2 separate regions of the Mus musculus genome follow, and region 1 is linked to region 2. The links are chromatin contacts, called in public promoter capture Hi-C maps. All regions are on one chromosome and are shown on one strand. Each heading gives the region's core, a stretch centred on a gene start, on an enhancer-like site or on the middle of the called end of the contact. The rest is flanking DNA. Distances are from core to core; before and after follow the strand shown. Region 1 holds the start of Rab27a (RAB27A, member RAS oncogene family). Region 2 has its middle 13 kb from the start of Gm27204.

What was found. Promoter capture Hi-C pulls out the DNA fragments that hold promoters and counts their contacts.
Region 1: a promoter capture Hi-C map of hippocampal neurons shows a contact between it and region 2, with 4 times the contacts expected there. The contact joins the promoter of Rab27a here to the enhancer-like site in region 2. A contact is called at or near these places in 12 of 39 promoter capture datasets (the 3T3-L1 cell line, the C10 cell line, cranial neural crest and 7 more), 6 of 484 Hi-C or Micro-C datasets (the G1E-ER4 cell line, the N1E-115 cell line, cerebellum and 3 more), 7 of 115 datasets of contacts at active chromatin or transcription factors (the SCID.adh cell line, embryonic basal ganglia, embryonic limb bud and 4 more) and 3 of 9 other capture datasets (embryonic stem cells, liver and pancreatic islet).

Annotation. Positions count from the first base shown.
Region 1 is chr9:73,043,349-73,047,170 of GRCm38.p6, forward strand. Rab27a (RAB27A, member RAS oncogene family) reads left to right here and starts at 1,462. Exons shown (of 6, transcript NM_023635.6): 1 at 1,462-1,663.
Region 2 is chr9:72,764,156-72,768,191 of GRCm38.p6, forward strand. No RefSeq gene overlaps it. Among named protein-coding and RNA genes, the nearest start is that of Gm27204, 13 kb to the right of the region's middle. Within about 2 kb of position 2,731, at least 72 of the 459 cell types and tissues checked have an H3K27ac peak or open chromatin away from gene starts, as enhancers often do. A contact at or near this core is called in the G1E-ER4 cell line, the N1E-115 cell line, the SCID.adh cell line and 5 more, where this site is marked.

The DNA.
Region 1 (3,822 bases), core at 212-2,711, 280 kb after region 2:
ACCAGTGACAGTGTTGTTCCCCAATATAGTTCATAGACCTTCGTCACCTCCAGGTTTATGTGTAGGATGCCTGGTCTCCAGGGTGATGGTATTGAAAGCTGGTACCTTTTTTTTTTTTTTTTTTTTTTTTTGGTTTTTTGAGACAGGGTTTCTCTGTGTAGCCCTCGCTGTCTGGGAACTCACTCTGTAGACCAGGCTAGCCTCGAACTCAGAAATCCACCTGTCTTGGCCTCTAGTGATAGCTCCTTGAGAGCTAGTGCCAGAGCCGGGTGGTGGTGACGTCGGCACACGCCTTTAATCCCAGCACTCGGGAGGAGGCAGAGGCAGACGGATTTCTGAGTTCAAGGCCAGCCTGGTCTACAGAGTGAGTTCCAGGACAGCCAGGGCTACACAGAAAAACCCTGTCTCGAAAAACCAAAAAGAAAAAAAAAAAAAGAGCTAGTGCCTGAAGGAAGATGGTTGCCTTGCTTTTCCTGGGGAGGGTATTTCTCTTCAGCCCTGATGGAATGATAGAAAAGATTCTGTACCGGTCCAGTTTATTGGGGTTGCTTACAAGCGTGGGTGACTCCAGTAGCTGCCATCTACAGATTGAGAAACTGCACTGTGGTGCAGTCCTAGTAGCTACAGACAGGAGGGGTGACTGGGTGTGCAGGTGGGTGGGACAGCTGGACCGCGGAGTTTGTGGTGGCAGGCCCTAGGGATGAATGAAACTGCATGGACAGAACTTAGCCCAGTCTTCCTTCTCAGCATTTTGCTTGTCTTGGAAGTGGAATTCTGAAAGCAACAGGGCAGGCCCAAAGGCCAGTGTGAAGCGCAGAACCACCTTTGGACGGATTTGGCTAATGTCCTCCATCCCCAGGTTGAGACCCAGACTGCTCACAGAAAACCCTAGGCATCGGTAGAAGGCCACTAGGAGGCAGCAGAGGGTCATAGGCTGCTCCGGACCCTGCCGGGTCTTAGCATGTTATGCCACCCCATAATTTCCCTCTTACTGTGCAGTAACTGCCTGCCCTAACAGTGTTTTAGGACTTCAGGGTGAGTGTAATCCGAGTTAGACTGTGTGCATGTAGACTCCGCTGGCCATTGCCTTCCAGAATAGTGTTTATTTTCTTCTGACTGAATCTTACCTATTTTTCTCATCATCGAGTCCAGGAACCCCAGTAGGCCATGCCCAAGCTGTCTCCAGGGAGGATGCACAGCCATGAAAAAGCTTTTAGGACAGACCTTTGGAGTCTCCAGGGCACGCCTCGCCTTACCCGGATCCTGGGGCAATTTGAGCTTTTTGTGAATGGCTCTCTTGGTCTCAAGGAAAACCACCCTCTGTGGTTCTCACACCTTTCAGAAGGGGCGAGGAGACCCGATCCGTGCCAGGCGAGGCGAGCAGTCGTTTCTGTGGCTGGGGGCCTGCGGGCAGGTGACAGGAGGCGGAGGTGGAGGCCGCTCAGGACCCGCCCCCACCGCGCTCTCCTCTACGGGAAGTGATGTGGGGCCAGACGGAAAATAGCGCCAAGCACCCAAAAAAGGCCAGTCGCACGGGGTCCCGAGCTCCATTTGGAAGGGAGTACCTAAGGGATAGAGCACAGCGAGGACGCGGCACGTTGGGAATCTAGCACTGCAGGGACGCAACACCGCAGGGACAGCACCGGACAGAGCACCAAACCGGGTGAGCACTCAGCGTTCTGGGCGCGCTGCAGATTGCAGGCGAGCAAGTCAGCCCTAGGGCAACCAGGGGACAGATCTTCGGAATGGATGCTGGTTTTCTGGAGTTCCAGGGGCTGAAGGTTATCCCGGGTGGCATCTAGGTGCCAAAATCCCTTTAATGAGGGGAAGAGAAATAGGTCTGCCCATCCCTCTGTCCTTCCCTCACTTCGGTTTTAGAAGTCTTTGACTTTAAAGTCTTTAGAGTCCTGCTGCTTTCAGGTGAGAAAGGGCTCTGCCTTTTCCTGTCATTCAGAGAACCCAGCTGGTCAGCCTGGTCTTAGAGTCACCCTATCGGAGGTAGAATTGATGGATGACATATTTTGGTCACTTTGCCAAGACCGGGTCTCTGGCCCAGTAGCTGGGTACCGATTTGGAAAGCCAGCTCTGTAATGTAGGAGATCTTGAGGCGTCTCAGCAGCCCCCCTGGCCTTTGCATCTTGCTGTTGTCTGGAGTATTCCCCTAGGCTTCTCTTTCAAGCCCAAGGGCTAACAGCTGTTCTGCCTTAGCTGTTCAGCCCAGCCGGGTGAGGAAGGCAGGAGACATTTCGTATTCTTTAAAGCTCCCTGTAGAGTGGAACCGGTATGGGAAAAGTAATCCCTGCATTTGGAAGGTGGACAGAGAAGGATCCAGGGTTCAAGGTCAGCCTTTGCTACATAGTGTGTGCTTGAAACCAGCCTGGGTTACAGGAGACTCTTTCTCAAAAAACAAACACCAAAAAGAAAGGAAGGGGGGGTATTCAGAAATGCTAAGCGCGCCTGAATGGGAGCTGCCTTCTTATTTTACCTTGGTCTTCCCCCCCACCCCAACACCTTTCCGTTTCCTCTCCACAGTGTGTCTTATTTGTCGTTGTTGTTGTTGTTGTTTGTTTATTTCTGACGTCACCCCGCCCCACCCCCTCCCTTGCCACCTTTTACGAGTTTTTTTGGCTGTGCAGAAGAGTCCCTTGTATCTCTGTGTGGAATTTACGGTCAGCTTCTCAATTCTGTGGCCTTGGCTTTAGAGCACGCACAGGCATTTTGAAGAGGGAAGCCGCCTTTGGGAACCAGACTTTTAACTTCCTTTCCTGATACCTGTTTCCCCATCTTAGTAAAGAAATTCCACTCTTAGAGAATCTCAGGCCAAACAATTCTCTTCATTCTTCCATGTCTCTTGTCCACCCTGAACACATTTTATTGAGTCTAACTTGAGTAGAACTAAATATTTTTTGGTTTAAAAACTTGGTAAGTGGCTGGAGAAATGGCTCTGTCATTTAGAGCACAGACTGCTTGCTCTTCCTGAGGATCCAAGTTCGGTTCCCAGCACCCACAACAGGCAACTCACAGCTGCCTGTAACTCCAACTTCAGAGAACCCAGTGCTGTCTTCTGGACTCTGCCAGTATTGCACTCATTGCACAAAACCAAACACACACACACACACACACACTTAAAAATAAACAAACTGGTATCAAAAGATTGCCTAGTCGGCCATCACTGGAAAGAGATGCCCATTGGACAGGCAAACTTTATATGCCCCAGTACAGGGGAATGCCAGGGCCAAAAAATGGGAATGGGTGGGTAGGGGAGTGGGGGGGGGGGCGGGGGAGAGTGTGGGGGACTTTTGGGATAGCATTGGAAATGTAATTGAGGAAAATACGTAATAAAAAAAACAAACTGTAAAATTGACGTTCACTGAATGCTCTGGTGACTAGGAATTATTTGCTGCCTTTGCAGAGGACCTGGGTTTAGTTCCCAGCACCCACATGGCAGCTCACTAACACTGAGTAATTTCAGTTCCAGGGGACTGGATTCCCTTCTCTGGCCACTGAAAGCACTGCACACATGTGCTGCATGTACGTACGTGTAGGCAAAATACTCATAAACATGTATTGATCATTTGTGTATGGTGTCATATGTATGGAAGGTCAGAGGACTGTCTATAGGAGTCAGCTCTTTCCTTCCACCTTGTGGATCCAGGGATTTAACTCAGGTTGTGTGGCTTGGTGGTAACTACTGAGCTATCTTGTCTACTTAGTTTTTTGGGGTGTGTGTGTGTGTGTGTGTGTGTGTGGTAGTTGAAACATGGCTCCGTTATGTATCCCAGGATAGCTTGGAACCCAGAGTGTAGCCTAGGCCTCAGCCTC
Region 2 (4,036 bases), core at 1,481-3,980:
GAAAGTGATTAGAGAAAACAGTGTCTCACATAACCTAGCTCTAGATTGTAGTAAATAACATGTTAATCCTGGTCCTAAAAACAATCTCGATATGGAAAGAGGGGCTGTCATAACCTCGACATTGATCTAGATGTGTACAGCATCCTCTTCAGCATTCAAAACTCTTCCTTGGCTGGGGTCTGAGGAGAAAGCTCAGAGCTTTGTGAGTACAAGGACCGGAGTTCAACCCTCAGAACCCACATTAAAAAAAAACAACCGAGATAACCCTCGCTTGTAAACCAGCGCTGGAGGAGGAAGAGATGATCAGATCCTGGGGGTCACGGACCACACAGTGTCCCAGAAGCCTAATCTCTAGCGGTGGCTGTCACCCGAGGAACAGCAGCTGAGGCTGACTTGAGCTCCACGTGCTACCTCACTCCGCACAAACGCACCTGAACATAAAAGAAAATCCTCCTGGTTTCTTCTCAGGGCTGTCACAGTGCAGGGCAAGCATGACCACCACAGATGACCACCCAGAGCTTAGAGAAGCCCTGAGGTAAGGCCTTGGATGCACTGAGAGGCCTGAGGAAAGGAGGGGGAGATGGGAAAGAAAAGACGTGTAAAGGATTCTTCAACCCAGCCGGAAAGATTCTGCCAAATAGTAATCTGTAGCCATTATGAAATTTCCAGGAAGGAAAAGATTAGCATGCAAAGGAGGCACAGATGTGACTGGAAAAGTTTCTGCTCTCCTCAGAGACACCAGCGTAGGCGCTCAGAACTAAGGGCTTGCATCAGAGCCTCAAAGGACCACTGAGGTCAGAGGGTCCACATCCCTTGTGTTATGGATGAGATGGGTGATGGGACAGATCTGCAGGGACCAATACAGAGTTACCCAATAACTGCAGATGTTCACAGTATCCTCTGAAGAGCCAGGTATAAACCAGGCCCATGTGCCCATTGGGACAGTCAGGGATAAGCCACAAAAGTTCTCTTTGAGTGACTGCTCTCTGGTAGAGGCCAGGGCTGACCCTGGCAGCACCTGGGTATAGAAGAAAGAACATTTCCCACAGCCGAGCTCTCAACAGGTTGTACTTGTGACCAGGGATGGACGCTGCATGGTGGGAACAGAACCTCCAGGCAGGAGATATGGAGAAAACCAAGGCGAGTTAAGGGGAAGAGAGCAAGAGGAACATGGCCACCTCTCTGTAGAAGACAAACAGGCCCAGGAAGTGACCCATTAGGACCATGGGCTGCGGTGAGATGGCTCAGTGGGTAAGAGCACCCAACTGCTCTTCCGAAGGTCAGGAGTTCAAATCCCAGCAACCACATGGTGGCTCACAACCATCTGATCACGAGATCTGACTCCCTCTTCTGGTGTGTCTGAAGACAGCTACAGTGTACTTACATATAATAAATAAATAAATCTTTAAAAAAAAAAAAAGAATGGAATGAAATTCCAGATTAATTAAAAAAAAAAAAAAAAAAAAAAAAAAAGGACCATGGGCTGCAGTTGTATAACAAACTGAGTCACCAAAAGAATAACTTTAATTATAGGACCATACAAAAGACAGATAACCTATCTGGGCGGTGGTGGTGCACACCTTCGATCCCAGCACTTGGAAGACAGAAGCTCTGTGAGCTGGAGGTCAGCCTGGTCTACAGAGCAATTTCCAGGACAGCCAGGACTGTTACATCGAGAAACTCTGTCTCGAAAACAAAACAAAACAACAAAGCAAAACAAACAAACAAACAAAACCAAAAAAAGGTAAGCAGTCTCTGAGTGAGATTTCTGGACCTCCTCCCACTGGGTTAGGACCCGGAGAGGATAATGTATTTATATGTAATAGTGTAACATGTGGCAGGCATGTTACAAGTATACAAGAGAGAGATGCTTGGGAAATGATGCCTGTGTCCCCTTCTGTGGTAATCTACTATGCAGGCATATATGTGTATTCTACTTCTCTCTGTGTGTGTGCACGCATGTGCCATGGCATGTGTGTGGGGGCAGAGGACAACTTTCAGAAGTCTGTGGTTCGTTAGGATCAAATCCAGGTCCATGCTTGGAGTCAAACAGCCTTACTCCCTGAGCCCCCTCACCAGCCCAATCTATTATACTTAATAAGTGTCTCCCCCACTGTGTTTCATAACAAAGGAGTTATTTTTTCCAAATAAGACACTGGTCTGGCATTTGTGAGAAAAACTCGAGAACAAAGTGTCTGGTGAATGTTGTTTACTGACTGACTGCTTGTGAGCCACTTGCCTTCTTAGGGCTCCATGCCCCTGCTCTCTGGGGGCCCCCTCCGCGGTCCTCTCTCCAAATAACTGGGCCTGTGACCATTCAGGAGCTCTGGAGACAGGAGCAGGGTAGAGTGGCGGTATTTTCCCAGACACTGTGGAGCCTAGGTTGAGTTTCTGTTACAAGTGTCATTTGTGTGTATGAAAGGCCACTGGGACATGTAATTAGCCATCTCTTGAGCCTGTCTGATTTCACTTTTCACATGGAGGGTATGAGCATATACTGTGCTTGGCTGGGCTCAGCTGAAAGAATCAACGGGTGTCAATCGGTTCATCCGCTGAGTTTCTATCTCTGCTCTACCCCTGACTCCCGTCTGCGCCCAAAGGGCCAGATCAAAACCAGTCCTGTGATTTCTCCTAGCTCAGAATCTTCTGACACCTCCAATAAAATGTCTGTTGTTGTCCTCAGCCACTCCTTGAGGTCATTTCTGCCAGAAGATGGCGCCACGGACTCATGTTTGCCCGGAAGCGTGGGCGGTCGTTTGCGAATCAATCCCCTCTGCTTTCAAAGGCTGCAGGGAACTCACCTACTTACCAGCTGCCAACAGATTAATCTTAGAAATACTGCTGCTCATGCTCCCAGGGGGTGGCTGCACCGTGCGCCATCTCTCCCTTTGCTGACTCCGAGGGCATCAGCATGGTCTTTGGCCCGTCGTCTGGTTTCTGGAAAGCGCTAACGGTCAGGGATGAACATGTGCTGTTGTTACATAGTACCCACCATCAGCCATTTGCACGCTGTTCAGAAGGTACAAATGGCCACCGAGCTTGTCAATTGCCTAATTGCTGCTTGGGGGCGGAGGGGGGGGGGAGCAGATACAATTTTGCAACCTTAGATCTCTGGCAGCAGCTAAGCTAGAGAGGCTCAGAAAAGAGTGGTTTCTAGTTGTCTCAGGTTACTGTGAGCCAGGTCAATAGTGTGGAGAGGGATCAGGGCAGGGAAAAGAAAGGAAGAAAGAAAAAAAGAAAGAAAGAAAGAAAGAAAGAAAGAAAGAAAGAAAGAAGGAAGGAAGGAAGGAAGGAAGGAAGGAAGGAAGGAAGGAAAGAAAGAAAGAAAGAAAGAAAGAAAGAAAGAAAGAAAGAAAGAAAGAGCAAGAAAGGAAGGAAGGAAGGAAGGAAGGAAGGAAGGAAGGAAGGAAGGAAGAGAGAAAGAAAGAAAAGACCTTAGGCCAGCAGGCCCATGACTGGGATACTACCCAAAGACAGTCTAGGAGACAGAAAGAGGATCCAAAGTGAAAATTCCCCTAAATGATCCTAGGCTTTGATTTCTTCTCACATGTTAAAGAAACAGAAGAAGGGGAGGGAGAAGAAAGAGAGAAAGGGAGGAAGGAAGAGTGTGTCAGTGTGTGTGAGTGTGTGTGAGTGTGTGTGTGTGTGTGTGTGTGTGTGTGTACATCTGCTTGGGAGATAGCTCAGTCTGTAAAGGACCTAAGTTAAATCCCCAGAACCCGTGGTTTGTTTGTTTGTTTTTAACAAGCCAGTCATGGTGGCGCAAACTTGCAAGCCCCGTGCTGTGCTGTGGGGAGGTAGGGAGGGGGGACCCCCGGGGTGGGGGTGGGGTGGGTCACTAGCTACCCAACCAGCCTACTCAGTGAGATCCAGGACAGTGAGAGACCCTGTCTTAAAGATAATGTGGGCCAGGTAGTGGTGGCCCACTCCTCTAATCCCAGCACTTGGGAGGCAGAGGCAGGTGGATTTCTGAGTTTAAGGCCAGCCTGGTCTATAGAGTGAGTTCCAGGACAGCCAGGGCTACACAGAGAAACCC